Linked DNA regions of Triticum aestivum: region 2 is linked to region 1. The links are chromatin contacts, called in public Hi-C maps. All regions are on one chromosome and are shown on one strand. Each heading gives the region's core, a stretch centred on a gene start, on an enhancer-like site or on the middle of the called end of the contact. The rest is flanking DNA. Distances are from core to core; before and after follow the strand shown.

Region 1 (3,663 bases), core at 679-3,178:
GGAAGGAGTCGCTAGCAAACTAAATGGGATCTCTCCAACACAAAGGCTATCCATTTACGCGGATGATGTTGCGTTGTTCATCAAGCCGACAGAGGTGGACTTGGTCTTTGTCAAGCAGGCGCTGGCGAGCTTTGGCGAGGCCTCAGGATTGGAAGTCAACTACAATAAATCCAAGGCAATTTTGATTCGAGGCACGGTGGAGGACCAGCAGAGAGTTGCCGCACACTTGCAGTGTGACATTGGGCAGTTTCCTTGCAAGTATCTGGGCATTCCCTTGACGATGCATCAACTAACTCGAGCAGATTGGTTGCCACTTGTGGATCAAGTTAGGAAATTTATCCCGGCATGGCAGCGCGGCCTCATTCAAAGGCCAGGACGTCTTATTCTCATCAAATCAGTGGTGGCGGCGAGACCTATCCATCAGCTCATGGTGCTTAATGCCCCTGACTGGGTGTTCGATGAAATTAACGCATGGATGAGGTCGTTTTGTTGGGCCGGGAAAGACAAGGTTAACGGAGGGCAATGCCTTGTGGCATGGAACACTATCTGTCGTCCCACAAGGTTTGGAGGCCTTGGAGTAAAGAACTTGAAGGTGCAAGCCCTCGCCCTTAGGGTGAGGTGGGAGTGGTTGAGGAGGACGGACCTAGACAGACCCTGGCAAGGTATCCCGTTCTTGGTTGACGAAGAAGCGAGGCATGTGTTCAATCAATTGGTGCAAATCACAGTAGGAGCCGGCGATAGAGTGCTCTTTTGGAAGGATCGCTGGATGAATGGCCTGGCGGTGGAAGACATTGCACCAGCAATCTTACCCTTGGTGCCCACGAGAGTGCAGAACCAACGGACGGTCGGTCAAGCTATGGTTGATAGCAGGTGGGAGCTGGACATTAATGAAGAGCCACCGTTCATGGCCCTCTTGCAGCTCATGCATCTCCGAGTGGCTACTATGGATGCTTATCGAGACTCTCAGGGGCTGGACACGTTTGCATGGCCGTGGGACACATCGGGGCAGTACACTCCGCGGTCAGTGTATCGGGTGCTGCACCTTGGGCTTGCGACTTCCCCTACATACGATTGCATTTGGAGGAGTGGGGCGATCCTAAAATGCAAAATCTTTGCATGGCTAGCGGTGCAATATAGGCTATGGACTTCGGATCGGCGCGCTAGACATGGCCTGCAGGACGCTACGACGGCATGCTACACGTGCCTACAAGAGGAAGATACGGTTGACCATATCTTACTTCATTGCCCTTATGCCAAGGAGGTTTGGCATCTTTGCTTCATGGAAATCACGGTCACCGTCCGGCAGCCGCAATCAGGTGACTCGCTGGAACCGTGGTGGCTTCAGGCACGGAATGCAATCTCGAAGACGGACAGAAGAGGCTTTGACACTATCGTCATCTTCGTAGCTTGGTCTTTATGGAAGCAAAGGAATGCTAGAGTATTTGGGTGGGTGGAGCAACAAAGGAGGCCGCGGCAGTTGGTGCACCAAATCTTCGATGAGCTTAAAGAGCAGGATGAAGCTGGTGTTGGGAGAATACATCGATTTATGAGTAGTTAGGCAGAGTATTGTTTAGGTGTTGAGTGAATCTTGCTAGCTTGATGTTCGCATCTATGCCTAGCTTCTTGTAATTATGTTTGCTGCCTTCTATAAAAATATGGTACGCCTTTGGCGTACTCTCGAAAAAAAATGTTATCTTCAATACGGATTGCCTCTCGGTGATGCAGCGCTTGAAATCTTCTTCTAGTGACCGCTCGGTGGTAGGTTCTATTCTTATGGACGTCAAAGTGATGGCAAATGGTCTTTCTTCTGCAACTTTCCAGCATGTTCGTCGGCAGTACAATGTTTTAGCTTATGTCTTAGCTAGATCTAGTTTGAGCTCTACTAGTCCATGTATTTTTCATTCGGCTCCGGATTGCATCCGGGAGACTCTTTGTAAATTTGTTGGTTGATCAATAAAGACCGACGTTCGCTAAAAAAACAAAGTTGGCGTTCACCCCGATAGCGGCCTCTGCTTCTCTACTCTTCTCCAAACTTCCACACTCGTGTCCCTTTCTTTTCTCCCCGTCGCTTCCGCAGATCAAAATTCAAAACCCTAGCGAACTCCTCCGCAAGCACGTGATCGATTGGCCATGGCTTCCGCCCTTGGAGCCCAGGTACGCGCGCTCTTGTCTTACACCCTCCGCGTGCGCGCGGCTTCCCCGTTCGCTGTGCCCCTAAGCTTTCCTGGTGCCTTGTAGGTGGCTGCCGTGGCGCCGATTGGTTCGGATGGTCGCCACTACAGGAGTTGTTCTTCGCTCAAGGTGCGTGGTTAGTCTGAACTGTCTGAGGTTTAATGTTGCTCCCGTTCGGGTGGTATCGATGAGGAATCTCCTGGTTCGATCTGCGTTGGCACTATAGAATAATACAGTAGTTCCGAAAGGCAAATTTCTAAACTTTGCTAAGTACGTTTTTTTGGAAACCAGCAGATAGAGCATCCTGCTAGTTGAACTGTTGACGGATCTGAAGCGAAATGTGTGATTGCCAGCAGCTCTATGCGGCTTAGAGTTTTCTCAATCATATCTTTGCCTGACTTAGTTGTCATCTCCATTGCTTACTTTGCAACTATATCCCGCTCAGCATTGGTAAGTTACCGCCAAACAGATGTTAGTCATCGGTTACCGCCAATACAGTGGGAGATAGGTGTTATATATTTTTAGGTTAGGCAGGATATGACTTATTTTTCCCGAATGAAGTACTAATTAGACTCACACCTGGGAAATATGTGCTATATGAACTAGTGACATGCACATTTTTTGTATGCCATAGTTTCTTATGAGAATTATTACTAAGAAATACTCACGCAACATGCACATCACTTCCTTTTCGAAAACATTCCTAGGCTATAATTCTTTCATATCTCTAGGACCTAGGAATTGTTGTTGGGCTTTACAGGCAAACATTCAGCATTTGATTCTCCTTAGCTTAGGGGTTATTGGACCCTAAGTTTCTATCATCCGTAGTACTGTATTTTTGTACATGATTTACTTGTTATTGTTCAGGGTAATAACTCCTGTAATAAGTCATGGACTGGAAAATTAGCATGGGAAAACAAGACCCTGCAACCAAGACATACGAAGAAGGTCTTTTGCATGTACGTGCAACAAGCAAGCAAAAGTAAATGTAAAGTTGCTATTAAACCTCTGGAACTGGAGAATACAAAGGAGCCACCCCTCAACTTATACAAACCAAAGGGACCCTACACGGCCTCAATTGTCTCCGTTGAGAGAATTGTAGGTCCTAAAGCTCCTGGTGAAACATGTCACATTGTCATTGACCATGGTGGTAATGTCCCATACTGGGAAGGACAAAGTTATGGTGTCATTCCTCCAGTAAGTATCCCCTCCCCCCCACGCCTTATGATTGCCCAAGATAATGTATCATTCTTGATCCTTCATAGTAATATTGCTTTCACTACTTTTTTCTCCTTTCCTTTGATCGCTAGTGAATGTTGATCATTAATTGTCTGCAGTTCTAGAATCCAACCCTTTGAAAAAATAAAAAGGGCAGGGTCCGGAGAAGGGTCCGACCACTTTGGGTCTATAGTACGCAGCCTTTCCCTACATTTCTGCAAGAGGCTGTTTCCAGGACTCGAACCCATGATCTCATGGTCACAAGGCAACAGC
Region 2 (3,663 bases), core at 707-3,206, 40 kb after region 1:
TAGTCAAAGGAATATGTATATGCCATGAAGAAAGCAATAGCAATAAAACTTAACGATCATTATGCTAAGCTAACGGATGGGTCTTGTCCATCACATCATTCTCCTAATGATGTGATCATGTTCATCAAATGACAACACATTTCTATGGTTAGGAAACTTAACCATCTTTGATTAACGAACTAGTCTAGTAGAGGCTTACTAGGGACACTGTGTTTTGTCTATGTATCCACACATGTATCAAGTTTTCGGTTAATACAATTCTAGCATGAATAATAAACATTTATCATGATATAAGGAAATATAAATAACAACTTTATTATTTCCTCTAGGGCATATTTCCTTCAGGCTCTGACTCTTGGAGCTCGCAGGACGACGCAGGTTGGACAGTTGCCCGGTGTGGTTGCTGCTCCGGCCGTGGGTGGCTCCACGGTAGCTTGGCAGGTCGACATCGGTGGCGGTTGGCATGTTCCGGTGCCGGCTCGTCTGTAGGCGGCTTGTGTCGGCCTTCGATCCTTCTACTCGTCGTCCGGGCGCTACTTTTATCGAAGGGTTGGCCATCTCCCAGCTGTGGTTCATCACTCGTCTCATGTCCGGGGCCGCAGGGCCGAGCTCGTCTCGCGCCAGACAGCAAGACCGATCTCGTCTCGCGCCCGACAGCAGGAAGCTCATCTCGCGCCCGGGGCTGCAGGACGGGGCGACGGAGGCCAGTTTTGGCTGGCCTATTGGGTCTCGGCGCTGGGGGCCGCCCAGGGCTGCGAAAGGCGGAACCTTTCCGCTCATCTCTTTGGTTGGGGTAGCGGCGGGTCTTGGGTGAGGTGATGTCGTCTTGGATGCTGGGGCGGCGGCCTAGTGGTGGTAGCGCGATGCTCATGGGTAGAGCTCGTGGCTCGGTGCTGCCCGGTGGCCATGGCCGTGCGGGCAGCGTGGTAGCCGGGGTGTGGCGTTCCGGTGGCGGTGAGTGTTGGCCGGGGTGAAAACCTGTTCTATCTTTGGCGGCGACGTTGAAACTCATTCCCTTCTTGAAGGCGTCGCCGCGGTTCTCATTGCCTGTCGTCTTGCTCTAGAGAAAACTCCGATCCTCGGATCGGGCGGTGCCGGCGCTCCGGTGTCGTTTTCTTTCTGAAGGCGCCATCTTGGAGTCAACGGTTCGTCGTATGCGGCTGCATCTCTTCCGTAGTGATATGGGTGATGTTGCTGCGCTCAGCGCTATATATCCTACCCTATGTGTGTGCGTGTGTTGTGGTGGCATGCGTTTGTACCGACTGTTGATGATCATTGCTTTATATATAAAGCGGTACGAAAGCCTTTTTCGAAAAATTAAGAAACACACAAAAAGGTGAGGGTCAGCCTTTGGCTTGTCTAGAAAAAGTATCAATGACCTATTAATGTCGTGCTTTAAAATTCGATTCTTCGAGCCTATAATTAGGACATCCTTACTTTAGTCATGCAAAAAGAAAAAAAGTTTGATACGCGATTACTTGAGTCATTAACTAAAGATAGATACTACGATGAATCAACCAAGAGTAAAATAACCGCAAATGAAGGGATAGATATTTGCCAGCAAAGAGAAGAGACCAAAAGCGAAGGAAAAAGCCCAAGGGCAAAAGCCATGGGAGCGGCGAACCAGCTCGCCACACCCGGCACATCCGACGGCCACACTCAAACTCATGCGCATCTCCCTCGCTCTTGTCCCGTACTGTAGTACGTGTATAATCAGTCCAGCTCAGCACCCCACTCTCTCTCTCCCTCGCTCCCGCCGACTGCTGGGCCCCAGCCACACATCACGTGTCCCACACTACGCGGTCGCTACACACACTCCCACCTCCCAACCACCCCGCCGTCCGATGGGCCCCGCGTTGAAACGGACCCCGACGTCAGCTTCTCCGTGCCGTGCGATCAAAAATGGCCGCGCCGCAGCTGGTCCGTTGGTTATTATTACCACCCCCCGCCGTCCGGTCGCAACGCCCCGCCCCGCCCCGCCCGGTGGTGACCTGTCTGGTGTGTCGTCTTCCCCGCGGCAAGCCAAGCCAAGCCAGCGATCGGTCGCCTGGTCCAATCCTCAGCCCGGCCGGTTTCACCGCTCCCTTCTCCACCGCCTTTCTGTCCTTGCCCTCTTCTCCCGCTGCAACCACCTCTCCCAACCCTAGCTAGAGGCCTCCTCTCCCCCGGGGCGGCCACGGCTTTCGGAGCCGCAACTCCTGCCCATGGCGCAGATCGAGCCCGTAAGTGTTTCTCCGCGCTTCCGCTTCCGCTTCCTTTTGCACTGTCAAATTTGGCGGTAAATCAATCGTCTCTCCGTCTACTCTTGGCTCGGGGTTGGGTTGGGTTCAGCTTGCTTGTTAACCGAGTGTCATCCGCTGCCGCTGGGTTGTAACTGGAAACGCGTCGCGGCCGTTTGGAACCAACCTAGGGAACTGCCCGAGCGAATCAACTGTGCGCTCTGCTGTTGGTTGGCTTCCTACTTGGTAATGGTAGGGATAAGAAGAGCAGGGAGAACCAACTGCTGTTAAACTTCCCTGCATTTTTACCGCAACTGGTCGGCCCAGTTTTTTGGTGTGGGCTGGACTGGAGCAGATACAATTTTTGCTGTTTGCTGCTCATTGTTATGGCCGGCTGTTAAGTGAGAAGCGAATTGTAAATCGCAATGAGGCAACACTGTATCCCGCTTGCACATTTTTCTACTACTGCCAAAGCGTAAACATCATCCTAGAATTAATCGTTTGTAATTTTTCTTTAAAATATAATGCTGCAGGTGTTTGACCAAGGAATGGATCCATTTCTTGCTAGGCTGACCATACCAGCAGCCAACACTAGCCAATCCCGATGTACACCTCACAATGGTTTGTCCTTGCTCGATCAGCCTTCTCTCGACACACCCTCGTCTTTGGAAGGTTCACCAGTGCCACCACCGCCATCCTTGTTCTCCTGCAATTGCAGCTGTGATATCGGAAGCAACTTTGAGGCGTTTGCAACTGTAATGTCGCGGCTACATCAACACCTTCTGGATGCAGATGCAGAGATCAATTACACAGAGTACTTAGATTTGATGAAACTGGAAGTCGATCAACAGCTTAATAGGCTCAAGGAGGATATGATGCTCTTGAAAAGCCATAATTTTGTTCATGACAGTGATGCAGATGTTTCATGCCCTGTGATATGCCGTCATGGAAAGCCAATAGTAGAGATAGATGAGGGGTTCAATGACCTAAAGCTACTCTTGATAGTGGTGTTCCGGCAAATTAAGGACATGTTGAGCCTGTTCAACGCTTCAATTCACGATCTTCAGTGGGAGCATGACTTGCAATTAGAGGTCACCGGCATTATGATTGGAGACTGTATCAGAACTCTTGAGAATGAGCTAGAGAGGAGGTTTTTTGAACAAAGTTCCATTGTCAACAGTCTAAGGAAGAACCGGAAGGAAACTGTGGTTCAGTGTGGTGCAATCCGTCAAGAGTTGATGTCTATATCGGATATGCTGTTACCTTCAGAAGATGAATCACATAGTCCCCACAGTAAGCATGAAAATCTAGGTAACAGGAGTAACAGATGGAAATACAATCTCTTAAGAAAGAAAACAGGGGAGGAACACTCTGCATCTTCCAGTGTGGAAACCAAGAAGTCTGCAACACAGAGATCTGTAAGTCCCAGAGAAGTAATTTCCGA

The links. A called contact is a pair of places that touch in the nucleus more often than the background predicts.
Region 2: a Hi-C map of leaf shows a contact between it and region 1, with 2.3 times the contacts expected there. The contact joins the promoter of LOC123052868 here to the promoter of LOC123052867 in region 1. A contact is called at or near these places in 1 of 5 Hi-C or Micro-C datasets (leaf) and 1 of 1 datasets of contacts at active chromatin or transcription factors (leaf).

Annotation. Positions count from the first base shown.
Region 1 is chr2D:308,446,203-308,449,865 of IWGSC CS RefSeq v2.1, forward strand. It overlaps LOC123052867 (ferredoxin--NADP reductase, embryo isozyme, chloroplastic), which reads left to right and starts at 1,929. Exons shown (of 6, transcript XM_044476222.1): 1 at 1,929-2,154; 2 at 2,239-2,301; 3 at 3,040-3,369. The coding sequence starts at 2,131.
Region 2 is chr2D:308,486,492-308,490,154 of IWGSC CS RefSeq v2.1, forward strand. It overlaps LOC123052868 (WPP domain-associated protein), which reads left to right and starts at 1,957. Exons shown (of 5, transcript XM_044476227.1): 1 at 1,957-2,222; 2 at 2,753-3,663. The coding sequence starts at 2,205.